Regions from separate parts of the Gossypium hirsutum genome. Here region 2 is linked to region 1. The links are chromatin contacts, called in public Hi-C maps. All regions are on one chromosome and are shown on one strand. Each heading gives the region's core, a stretch centred on a gene start, on an enhancer-like site or on the middle of the called end of the contact. The rest is flanking DNA. Distances are from core to core; before and after follow the strand shown.

Region 1 (3,801 bases), core at 503-3,002:
TATTTTTATTTTAAAAGTTTCCATACTTTAGAGGGAGAAGCAATGATATTTGAACCGGATTAGGTTAGTTAGTTGAACTTATTGGATTGAAAATTAGTTAAGATATGATTTGATGATTGACCAAATCGATTGAATCGTATTTTTTATTTTTTATGAATGTTTAATAATTTTTAATTGAACTAATCCGCTCAACAAATCGATAGTTTAATTGATTTAATTGTCGATTCAATCCTTAAAAACATTTGAGAGAAGCATATTTAATTTTTAAAATTTTTTAGCCGAGTCTATTTTTAATTTTTTAAAATTTTTATTTCTTTTATTTAGAATAAATCATAAAATAATATATTAAATTTAGTTTAACGTTCAATATTATATATAAATTTTAATTTAATTAAAATTTTAAAAATTATTATCACGTTTATTGATATTAATATCATTTTATGTTTATTAGATGTATTTATTATTTATTTTCTTTATCGAGTAAAAGTTTTTTTTGGATAAAATTATTATTCGCTGTAGGTAATTATAAAAATTGAATTTGGTCCGAGTCATAAATTCCGAGTCATCTAGACATTGCACTTGATCAAATTCGCCCTAGATTCTAATTCAATGTACTCAACTTTGATTTGCAAAATTGAATTTTGATTGGGCCAAGTAACTCAATAGGACACTAATATTTTAGGTCATATTTAATAAGCTGAGACACTAACAGTTAGAAAATTAAATATTTGAAAGAAGGTATATTTGATATATTATTTAAAATTAAGTACGAATATATTTGTGTAGAGTGTGTCTCGTATTTTTTTGATAAATTAGAGTCGAAACAGGATCGATGTCACGACGAGGCAAAGCACGATGTGGCGACGTGCTCCCACATAAGTCGAGTCTTTTTTCACAGTTAAATTTAATTAATCTAGGATATTTTAGTCATATTAGCACTTCGAATTTAGCCTATAAAAAGGGTCTTAGTAATCTTAGAAATTATGAGGAAAAAGAAGAAGAAAAGATTAATTCTTTGACAGAGTTTTAAGAGCAAGAGCGAATCCAAGGGGGTTGGCAGGGCCCCAATCCCCTAAAATGGAAAAATTTCTATTTAGGTGTTTTAAAATTTTTAAAATTTTAAATTAATAAAGATGAAATTGTCACTTTACCCCCTAAAAATGATAAAATTTTGATTTAATCCTTTAAAATTTATATTTTTACTATTGTACAAATTATAATTTAATTTCGACCCCTCAAAAAAATTTTCTGGCTTCACCCTTGTTTAAGAGAGCTTTGCTTTTCGGATTAAGAGTTTTATTTTGATTTTTTCCATCTTGGACTCTTTGTTGGTTTGCCGATTAGTGAAGTTTCGTTTGCTCGTGATTTTTTATCCTATTTATTGAATTTTTTATGTAAATATTTGTGTGTCAAATTTTCTATTCTCTTTTGGTTCTTATTGATTGCTTATACGGATTTACCTCAAAAGTTTAGCTTTGAATTCACTATAGTATTAAATTGGATATTTAAAATCTTAAAAAAAATCTAAAAAAAAAAAGAAACATTCGGAAAAAGTAAAAAAGAAAAAAGAAAAAAAGAAAAAGAGAGCCAAAGTTTGACTGAGTTCCATGTTGAGATTGGAGGGATTAAATTTCTCAGATCCAACGGTTTACATCAAAGATCAGAAGTGATTGAGTTCTTCAATTCCTGACACGTATATGATTGGTTGGCCTTTTGGTTTTAAGAGTTTTCTATGGTGGAAGCTTATGAGAATAATTTGGTGAGAGAATCTTAATACCCCAGAGGCTAAGATGGCATCTAACTTTATTGCAAAGATGCCCCCATCTCTTTTATATATAAAAAAACATTTTTGATATAACTTTTTAAATTTAAGATTTTTTTTATTGCATCCTAATATGAGAATGAATGGGAAGTGGTTTTTGTGTTTTTAGTTGTCAATGTCAAATCATAAAAAGAAGAAGAAGAAAATAATAATTCGATGTTGATTATGTCACGTAAGATTTGTATTGAAAAACATGAGTTTACCTTTTAATCAATTTAACCGGTTTCAATACTAAAGAAGGAGAGAAACTGATTTCCAGAGAAAAACAATGTATTACCCACTCAATTTTTTTAGTTTATAATGACTTGATCAGACGATTATAATCTCTTTATTTTTATCTCTTATCCATAACCGTTAGATTTGAAATATAGTAACCTAATTAAAATTATTAATAATTATATTTTACTTCACTTATTTTCACTAATCATTTCATCTTAGCATATTTGAAAATATTTATTTTGTTGATTGTGATAGATTATTGGACTCTTAATTTCAACAAATTAAATATTTAATAATTGAAAGGTGGTAAAAAGAAAAAAAATGAAAATATTTAAATAATCTAAGAATAATTAGAAAAAAAAACAAAATTTAAATAATCAACAAAATATTTATAGAAAATTTTATTATTTGATATATTAGGTTGATTATTTAAATATTTTCAACTATTTATTTGGTTGATTATTTAATTTATTAGGTTGATTATTTGATTATTTTTAGAAAAATATTTTGTTGATTGTTCATTTATTAGGTGATTTAGTTGATTGTAATTATATATGGAGTTAAAAAAGTTTACTACTAATATATCAAGCTTTACTACTTTTTTATCGTGGGAAAGTCAAGGAGCTTGTAGGGTTTTCGACCCTTAAAATGGAAAATTTTTATTTAAGCTTTTTATAATTTATAAAATTTTAAATTAGTAATAGTAAAATTATATTTTGGTCCCTAAAATAATAAAAATTTAATTTAATCCTTTAAAAATTATAAAGATATAGACTATTAAAATAGTAAAATTATATTTTTACTATCGTAAAAATATATAATTGAATTCTGATCTCCTAAATATTTTTTTTGGCTCTGCCATAGTCTCTTAATAATATTATTTTCGAAATTCAAACATAATTCTTTCTTAAAAATAGAATTAAGATAAAAATTGAAACATAAATTCTAAAAAAATTGCAATGAGTAGGTTTCTTGATGGTTTCTAAGTGGATTCTCTCTTCTTCTTTTCTCAAGAGTAATGCTTTTGGAGTATGTGATATCCTATTTTATAGTAATGTTGATTTTTTTTTTATAAAATGCCAATTGCCATATAAGTAGAAGTTTTCTTCCTAATGAAAAAACCCTACAAATTAAAAAGGCTATGCATATAGTATTTTGAGTATAAGCCTTTGGTGATAAATTCTCTACACAATTTGATTTAAAAATTATGGTTGATTCAGAAGCAAAACTAGGGGTGTTAGCAGAGTTCTAATTTTCTTAGAATAGAAAATTTTTCATTTAAATTTTTGAAAATTTAAAAATTTTAAATTAGTAAAGGTAAAATTGTACTTTAGCCCTTCTAAAAATATAAAAAATTAATTTAATCCTTTAAAAATTATAAAGATATATGCTATTAAAATGGTAAAATTATATTTTTGCTATCGTAAAAATTATAATTTAATTTTGGCCCCCTAAAATTTTTTTTTTGGTTTTGCCCATGGACTCATTAGATTTATTTTTATTGGATCATATTGAAAAAAAAATTGCTGTAAGCACTCTATAATGTGGTTGATTAATTTATGTAAGATGAACACAATATTTTTTTTAAAGGAGATGACACATTATTATTCTTTAATTTCTATTACTATATTAATTGGATTGTTTATTTTTAAAAAAAATATTATTCAGTTTCCTCATATTGAATCTATATTTAAATATAAGTATAAATTTTTTAGGAGAAAAATTGGGTTGTTCAGATTCAAACTCTAAACTTGATTATC
Region 2 (3,744 bases), core at 407-2,906, 130 kb after region 1:
TCTTATTTTCTTTCTTTTCCAGAAAACCAATAGCAGCCCTTTCTCCCACCATTTTCTTCATTTTCATCTATGCTAGGGTTTCAAAGAAACCCATTTCGCTGCCGCCATGAAGCCACCGTAGGTGGTGGTCGGGGCTACGCGAAAGGGGTTTTTTGACCCTGATTTTGGAGCACCCGAAGGCGATATTCTCCTTAGCCCAAGAAGACCAAAAGAAGAAGGTCCCCTCCTTCTCCCTTTCGAGTCCGTTTCCGACGACGGAGATGAACTCCGACGACGCGACCCTCGGGATCCTGGTAAGTTCCCTCTTCCCCTCTTCTTTATATTTTTATCCAAGAAAGAAGTAAAAAAAAGGAAAATAAATAACGAGAAAGGGGAAAAACCGAAAAAAAGCACAAGTAATAGGATTCCAAATTAACCTTTTGCTTTTTTATTCTTAATGCTCTGTGCTACCACTTTCTTTTAAAAAAACCTCCTTTTTAAAAAAAAAAATCGGTCCCCTTTCGTTCGATTTCCTTTTCGACTTTATAGCCGATTACAAAAGAAATATTTTTTAATCTCTGCTATTGCTTGCTGCTTCTGCTCTGTTTTGCTTCTCTTTTGCGTGCTTTCTGCTCTCTGTTTGTTTTGCAGGTGATGGGATGATGGGACGGAGGCAGTGCAAGTGGAGGCAAGTGGCCCTAGGGTTTGCTGCTTCTGTTTTTTTTTTTCTGCTGGTGGTTTGGGCTTGTTTGTAATCGGGTCTGGGTCTTTGGGGTTAGTTTTGGGCTTGGGTATATTGGGCTGATTTAGGCCTGGTCAAAATTGGACCGGTACAACCACTTTTCAGTTTTTTATAATAATTCCTAGGTTCTAAACTGAATTTATTTCAGTAAACAGGTTTCAATTTCATATTATGATTATCTTATGCTTAATTTTAATTATAGTAATACCATTTAATAGGTTTCAATGTGATACCATAATTATTTTATGCTTATCTGAACAATGGTAGTTAATTTGCGGTAACGAACGATCAATTTAAATAATTCACTTGTTGAACAAAGTAATGACAGTGGAGGGAACCGGGCAGCAAATAAAAACATTATCTGAAATTTCAAGCAAGCTAGCAGTGTTGGCAACCAAGAGAGGATCACTATCAAAAGAATATTTTTAACTAGAACTTGATGGGCCATTCCAGAAAGGAAATAGGCCTCCAAAAACATGCGTATGCCGCTATAAGCGGCGAGCATACTGTATTCTTTAATAAAAGGCGAAAGAATAGTTCGCTCTGTGCTCACAGCACGGCTCCATGCTTTTGCTAGTTTCATCTGCGCTTTTATTTATAAACCATGGTAGTAGAGTGGCATTGTCTGTCTCTAAGAAATGTGGGATTCTGCTCCTTTCTAAAGCTCTCTTAACTTCTTTTCTAGCTCTACTCTTCTGCCAAGTCACACACTTCTCCAACACATTTCTTCTTATTTTCCCCCTCTAATATAAATTTGCTTTTCACCATTGCTTTATACCGGTTCACCAGTCCAACAATTGTTTTAATAACATTAGTTTGAAACTAGATTATAACATGAACAAATCATTGAAAGATCAAACATATGTAATAACCCTCTGACTGAGTTCATAATAGTAACTTCAAAAACATCTAAATACTGAAATCAACATAAGGAAATGAGCAACGAGAATCTCTACATCAGTCAACAGCTTTTGCAGATTTCTGAACCTATCAGTGATGCATCAAGCATTTGTCATCATTTACAACACTTCTTCCTGGTCTTTTGGGTAAGGAACAGATCAGTAAAATCGGTCTTGGACTTTAGCGGTTGTCGAAACTTTTTTTTTTGAAAAAACGAGGAGTCGACTTTTATTTTAAGAATGAAAACGAAAAAAATGAGTCGCCACCAATCATTTTTTATAAAGTGTAATCGGGTCACCTCGAAAAGTAGTTATTTTCAATAAACAGTTTGATTTATTAAAACAACAATTTTAGCCTATGAAATTTAGAAAGATGAGTTCGGGAGTTGGTTACGCACGAGAAAGGATTAGCACCCTCGATACGCCCAAAATCAGTACCTAGTTGATTAATTAATGTCTTAGTGTCGAAAATTGAGAACTTTGAAGAAATTTAAAATACGATCCTTTGTTAAAAAGTTATTTAACTGAAAATTTTTCGAGAAAATGACATATTTCATGTTAATCGAGAAAAAGAATTACATTATATAAATTATGACGCAATGTCTTAAATCCTCGAAATGAGAATAAACCCCGAAAATTTTATTTATTTTGAAAGAAATTTAACTATTTTAGTTTTAGAAAGAAATCATATTCCGTAAGTTAGAACACGATCTTTTCTTAATTCCTGAGAATATTAAAAAATTTTAAAACGTTTCTTTGGTTCAGATTTATCGAGAAAATCGAAACTCCGTAAGTTAAGAAACGACTTTTCGAATTTCAAAATACGAAATATTGCTTATTTAAAACAACATTTTTAATGTATCGGGTAAAATGTAACACGAATTTGTAGTAAAAAATGTAAAAGTAGTAATGATAAATCACAGTACTAATATGCATAACAGAATGATAATAAACGCGATAATATAAATGAGCAAGCTAAAAAATTTAAAATTAAAAAAACCTAATAGTAAACAAAGAAATAAATAAATATTATGTAAAACAGTTTTTTTTTAAATAATATTGATAATAACGATAATAATATTAATAATAGTACTACAAATAATAAATAATTTGAATTTTGAAATTGTATAAAAAGGATATAAATAAATAAACAATGATAAAAAGTAATGATAAAATATAGTGTATTTAAAGAATAATAATAAGTAAATAAATACAAAAAAGAAATATGATAGTAATAGTAATAATATTAAATTAATTAATAATAAAATAATATGTAAATAAACACAAAAAGAAAATATAATTATAATAGTAATAATAATAATAATAATAGAAATAATATAGTAATAATAATAATAATGATAATAGTAATAATAATAATAATAATGATAGTAATAATAATAGTAATAATAATTATATTATTAAATTAACTAATTTAATAATAAAATAGCAATAAATAAAAAAGGACTAAATTGAACTTTTAAACAGCAATTTGAGGCAAATCAAAAATAAATAAAAAGGAAAAAGGACCAAGTTGCATGCACGAATAACAAAGAGGGACCAAAAGGGAAATTTTTCCTTCTCTTCCAAAACGCACAGCATAAGGGAGGACCAAATTGAAATCGAAATAAATAATGGGGTAAAAATTAAAAATAAGAAAACTTGATTGCAAAACCATAAAAAGCGGAAGGATCAAAAGAGAAAATAACCCATTTATGAAAAACGCGCGGATCCTATGCCAAAGCGGGTCGGGTCGCATGGATTGAGCATAAAACGACGTCGTTTTGAAGTTCAAGGGCCTAGGTTAAAACGACGTTGTTTTAGCCCTCTATTTAAGCAAATTTTTCAAAAAAAGAATTCATTTCAGCACCTGTTTTTAAAAAAAACCTTCCACCTTTTCTTTTTCTCTCTGCAGGGCCTGAGGGTCCAGTGGGAACTCCAGTTCCGGTCCGCCGCCGTCTACCACCGTGCACGGTGGCCAGAACTCGAAAAAAAGGTAATTTTTTTCTTTTTTATTACTTTTGATATATTTATATATATAAACTGTTTTTTAAAGGAAAATAAAGAAAATATAGGAGTATGCATATATATTCAAAGAAGGAAAATAAAGAAGAAGAAATAAAATAA

The links. Hi-C and Micro-C count contacts between places; a contact is called where the count stands out from the background.
Region 2: a contact with region 1 is called in a Hi-C map of hypocotyl, with 3 times the contacts expected there. The contact joins the promoter of LOC107934188 here to the enhancer-like site in region 1. A contact is called at or near these places in 4 of 34 Hi-C or Micro-C datasets (callus, hypocotyl and leaf).

The regions. Positions count from the first base shown.
Region 1 is chrA10:112,307,594-112,311,394 of Gossypium_hirsutum_v2.1, forward strand. No RefSeq gene overlaps it. Among protein-coding and RNA genes, the nearest start is that of LOC121207746, 8.7 kb to the left of the region's middle. Within about 2 kb of position 1,753, at least 2 of the 9 cell types and tissues checked have an H3K27ac peak or open chromatin away from gene starts, as enhancers often do. A contact at or near this core is called in hypocotyl, where this site is marked.
Region 2 is chrA10:112,435,935-112,439,678 of Gossypium_hirsutum_v2.1, forward strand. LOC107934188 reads left to right here and starts at 1,657. Exons shown (of 5, transcript XM_041078612.1): 1 at 1,657-1,807; 2 at 3,455-3,613. The coding sequence starts at 1,657. LOC107934180 (a long non-coding RNA gene) reads left to right here. Exons shown (of 2, transcript XR_001693822.2): 1 at 1-293; 2 at 631-946. LOC121209002 (U5 spliceosomal RNA) reads right to left here and starts at 1,283; the gene lies at 1,168-1,283.